2 separate regions of the Mus musculus genome follow, and region 2 is linked to region 1. A link is a contact called in public Hi-C data. All regions are on one chromosome and are shown on one strand. Each heading gives the region's core, a stretch centred on a gene start, on an enhancer-like site or on the middle of the called end of the contact. The rest is flanking DNA. Distances are from core to core; before and after follow the strand shown. Region 1 holds the start of Slk (STE20-like kinase). Region 2 holds the start of Add3 (adducin 3 (gamma)).

What was found. Hi-C and Micro-C count contacts between places; a contact is called where the count stands out from the background.
Region 2: a Hi-C map of B cells shows a contact between it and region 1, with 5 read pairs. The contact joins the promoter of Add3 here to the promoter of Slk in region 1. A contact is called at or near these places in 1 of 39 promoter capture datasets (cranial neural crest) and 1 of 484 Hi-C or Micro-C datasets (B cells).

The regions. Positions count from the first base shown.
Region 1 is chr19:47,578,754-47,581,285 of GRCm38.p6, reverse strand. Slk (STE20-like kinase) reads right to left here and starts at 1,267. Exons shown (of 18, transcript NM_001164639.1): 1 at 943-1,267. The coding sequence starts at 1,092.
Region 2 is chr19:53,141,488-53,144,019 of GRCm38.p6, reverse strand. Add3 (adducin 3 (gamma)) reads right to left here and starts at 1,264. Exons shown (of 15, transcript NM_001277100.1): 1 at 931-1,264.

The sequences.
Region 1 (2,532 bases), core at 18-2,517:
CTGAATGGAATTAAAAGTAAAAAGACACTACTACATATGGGCACAGAGGCCTGAGTTCAAGGCTACACTGAATCATGGTGGCCATGAACTGTCTGTGAGCTTCACTGTCTCCCTCCATGAGCAGGTGGACACTGCCACTTCTCAGGACTTTTATACGATACAAATTATGTGAGAATGGAAAGTCTTGAATCTATGTTTTCAATTCTAGGCAACCAGTGGGTCCTACCCCTAAACTGTGGCTCATAAAAACCTCGCCCTTCAGGAAGTAAATATTCCAATGACATCATTCATATACTTCCTAGGACAGGGTAAACAGTTAACATTCACACCTTTGTGTAGAAACATCAAACCTCTATTGAAATACATAAATACTCGTGTAGTTTTCTGATTCCTCAAGCACTGGTATTGCCTTCTAGCCAATGCTTATCGAATTTCAAAACTAGGATGAAATGAAGATCTCCTGGAAATGTTGTCAGAAATTCCATCCCATGTGGCCAAGCAACCAACTCAAGAACGGGCTCCATGCTGGCCAGGCACCTTTTGCTCGTTTTATCTGAATTATACATACTGTCCCCATCTCCAAAAAGTTACCTGTTTCATGCACACATGCAAACGCCACTAGTAAACAAACATCAGCACAGGGAGAAAGAAGCTAACGAGTTTCCGATTTTAAAAGACTCGAGGGCCGGGCCGCAACCACCCGCTCCTCCCATTAAATTCGGAAGTTTGACAGGGTTTAGACTGCAGACCCATCACTCCTGAAACTGCATCCGGCCCCACGGTATTCCGTAACGGCTTGGATGCTGAGCTGAAGTTTCAACCTACAAAGCCAAGGAGCGGGCAAGTCACGGGAAGGGCTGCTGGGGTGAAGTCCTCGTGCCACTCCGGACAGGCGGCCGTTTCATCTCCTCCTAAGCCAACTTCCCGTTTTCCCCCTCTTACCTTATAGACTTTCCCGAAGGCTCCGTCGCCCAGTTCTCCAATAATCTCCCAAAACTCTTCGGGGTTCAGGTCTCTCTTCACGTGTTCGTACTGTTTCTTCTTCTTCTCGCTCCCCAACTTGAAGATCTTACGGAAATTGAAGAAGGACATTTTTCCAAGCCCAGCAGAGCCCCTTGCCCTTAAAGGGCTAGGAACAATAAAAGGCAAAGTTTGTGGCGCGTCGTCTCCCGCGCGAGCCCGGGGTCCGGGCCGCTCCCGCCGGGCGCTCCCCGGAGAAGGCGGGGCGCCGACCGGGCTCCGGCCCCGGAGTGGGGCGCGCGGCCGCCGCGAGCCGGGACGGGCCGAGCGGCACGGTGGGCACCTCGCTCGCGGGCCCCGGGGGCTGCACCTGCCCCGGCGCTCGTCCCCGGCCCGCACCGGGCCGCACGGGTCCGAGCGGCGCGGACGCCCGCGGCCCGCGGCGCCTTAGGCCCGTGTCACCGCGCGTCTCCCGGGGCGGCGGCCGCTCCGGACCCGGGAAGCGGCCGGCGCCCGGCAGGCGCGTAGCGGCGAAGCCAAGCTCTCCCGCCGGGGCCCCACGTCTGCTCCGAAGCGTCCGCTCCCACTGCGCGACACCCGCGCGTCCCCTCGGCTCTGGGGCGCCGCTGCCTCGCTCGTCGCCTCAGCCCACACAGCCTCGGCCCGCAGCGCGCACGGACGCCGACGCCGTCTCGCAGCGCGCCCGAGCTCCTCGGCCGCGCGCGCGCTCGCCCGCGCGGTGACGCGCCCCGCTCCCCGCGCGCTCGCGAGGGCGTACCCTCTGGCCCCGCGCACGCGCGCTGGCTCCGCCGGGCTGGCGGCGCGGCGGCTCGGTGGCGCCTGCGGCGGGAGGTGTGGTGGAGGCTTGAGCGCTTCCATCCTCCTCGAGGGTTTTGCGTTGACCTCTGCGAGCCCGAGCCGGGTGGCTCCACGACGTCGTTGGCCAGGTCTCCTTCGGCGCGACCCTGTTGATTGCGCTGGCGGATGTTGCCTCATTCTGCACAAGGGGGACGCGGGAAAGCAGGCTATGCTTGTGGGTGCCTGAAAGTGCACTGTTTCCGCTTCGGAACTCATACAAGAGTCCAGGGAGAGGGAAAGCCGGGAGCCTGGGCTTTGAGCCATAGTTCAGTGACTTTGAATACAGCATCCGAGTCCCCATTCCTATGATCTCCATAGTCCTTACTGAAACGTTGCGGCATAGATCAAAAGAGACAATAAATGGAAACCCTTTGCACAGGGCTTGCACCAGCAAGTGCACAATATTTACTCAATATGAAGGTAGTGCAAACATAGGTTGTAAAAAAAAATTGTTTAAAAGGTAGGTGTGGTGGAGCCCTGGGGAAGCTGCCAACGAATGATAACGAGTTCGAGACCAGCCTGGGCTACAGAAAAAAGCCCTGTCTCAAAAAATAAAAAGGAAATTGTTTAAGATCGGCTTCTGGAGTGGTGACACTCCCTTAAGGATAACCTCTGGGTCACCTCCACAGCCAGAAAACTGGTGCCGCCCTTCCTGAGTCTCACCTGAGCTAATCCAGCCGGGGATTCCAGATTTGCTGGGGCTATGTGGGTGTC
Region 2 (2,532 bases), core at 15-2,514, 5.6 Mb before region 1:
CACATGTTTATGTAGCTCATCCCAAGCCCCAGAGTCTTATCAATTCCTTCCTGAGCCTGGCTCCTAATCCTCACTCAAAGCCTCTTGGCTGAGCTAAATCCCACACCACTCTAGCAAAGTCAATTCCAAGAGCACATGTGCCAAGGATATTTAGTGGTTTTCCTTACACTCCCACTTTAAACGGGCATCTACTTGCAATTAAATCTCTGCAACAAAAAAAGTTCACCTGAGGCCATTCTTGTCATTTTAATAGAGGCCTGGTTTAATAGTGGCCTTGCCTCAGCTATTACATACCTCCAAAGAGGTTGGAAGTGCCCCAAACACCAGCAAACCAAATCTGCTGCCAACTGGGCTGTCACCCCGCAAGGAAGAATAAAGTATCAGGAATGCTTGAAAGGTTATAGTGTGTGTGTGTGTGTGTGTGTGTGTGTGTGTGTGTGTGCGCGCGCGCGCGCGTGCTCGTGCGCACTTTTAGTGTGTGTGTGCTGGGGAGGGTCACACTGATTAGATAAAGTGGTTGAACAATTTCAACTTGTGACTGAAGTTTCTTAAGCCACGAGGGGGTAAAAAAAAAAGAAGAAGAAAAAAGAAAACAACAAATCAACACGGTCTTCTTCCACCTTCTCCAAGCGCGGGAACCTCCCACCGTCCCCGCGAGCACCTTCGGGGTCAGCAAGGCTCCCCGCAGAACAGGATTTTGCAATCCCACGCCCTCGCTGGGGGAAGCCGGGGACGCCCGGGTGAGTCCCGGCCCACTCTGCGGCGCCGCACCCCGACTCCTCGCCCCCAGGTCTGCACTCCTCGGCCCCGTGGGGCTCGCGTTCCCGCCCCGAGCACGGTTCACCTGAGGCCGCGCGGCCAGCCAGTCCGAAGCCCCCTCGGCGTGGGAAGCGCGGCGGGACCCCGGGCCCTCCGCTCCCGCAGGATTACCTCGCAGCGCAGCCGGCTTTGTGCCCACTCCTTCGCCACCGCCGGGCTGCAGCGGCCGCCCGGTCCGCCGCAGCCGCCTCTTAACGTCGCTCGCTCGGTTCCCGAGGAGAGGGCCGGGAAGGGAGGGGGCGTGGAGACGCAGGACCTGGACGCCGAGCCCTCGGCAGCGGGAAGTGGCGACACCTGGTCGCCGACGCGTCTAGCTCTCGCTGCTTCAAAACATCATTTAAAGCCCTTTCCTCTCCCTCCAGCCCCTCGCCCGCACGACCGTTACCGGCGGGCGCCTCGCGCTCTGGCGGGACCAGCCGAACTCCCCACGAACGCCCTCTGGCCCGCCCCTTGGGCTCCGCCTCCACAGGGTCCAGGACTCCGCCCCCTACAGGCTTAGTCTCGCTTAGCACCCCGAAGGCCCCGCCCCACAGGCCTGAACGCCTTGGCCCCGCCTACCACAGGCCACGCCTCAGGGCTCTTGATTCCGCCCTCTACAGGCTTGACCCTTCTAGTACCCCAGCTTCAAGGCCCCGCCCCATGGCCCGAGAGCTCTAGCCCCGCCTCTTATAGGCCACGCCCCAGCAGCCTTCACTCCGCCCAGTACGGGCTGGGCCCTCGTAGCTCAAAAGCGTGCCCCTGGTTCCGCCCTTCGCCAGCCCAGCGTTTTTGCTCCGCTCCTAATAGGCCACGCCCCCAACAGGCTCTCGCAGGTCCAGGCCCCGCCTCTGCTGCCCCTTGAGATCTCTGGCCCCGCCCCTCGAGGCCCCCCTTCGAGCTGCAAGCTCCGTATCCGTGCAGCTGCGGCAGTGGGGGCCTACGTGCTCCGCAGGCGGAGGGCCTGTTGCAGGGCGCCTGCCTGGCGCCTCTGCAAGGTCTTCCTCCCTCAGTGCAGCTCCGATCCGCTGCCGGAGAAGGAAACGACCCCGAGAGAAACCCGATTGAGAGTGGGAGGGTGACGCCACGGAAACATCTACCTCCCCAGTCCTAACGTGCTTCCCCCACCCAGTGAATCTCAGCTGAGCCGTAGCTTTCAGATTGAGCTTCTGTGGCCCACTGAGGCCGCTGGGTTTTTGGGGGGAGAGGCCACAATAGTTGGACTTCAGCTCGGCTCCCACAGGAGGGGGCCTCGATTTTCTCTTCAGCATATTTGCGTTTGGGGGAGCCTCCCGCCTTCACTCACTCCCACAGAGGGACGGGGCAAGGGCCTTTATATTCATTTGGACCAGCCCAAACTCTGCACTCCTACTTTGGCTAATTGCCTCTTAAACCTTCTGAGAGCTGACCTCTTGGGAGATGAAAAGTCTAGGCTCCGCCAGCAGCCTTCAAAATCTGTCTAAAGCCAGGCAAACTTTGCAACACTCATTTGCAGAGTCGGGGATCCCTCCACAGGTGACACTGGGCTGCCCACCCCCGCCTCCCAGACGGGTTTCTCACCCCAACCTATTCTCGAAATAGACCTCCAGGCACACGCTCGCTGCTCTCCTCTGCCACCCACGACTTGCACACCACTCCGGCACACATGCCCTCTCCACTGCACGAATTCACCCTCAAGCACACTCCTCCCAACACCATTCTAGTGATTCATGGTCCCTGGGGTTAACCCCACCCTAA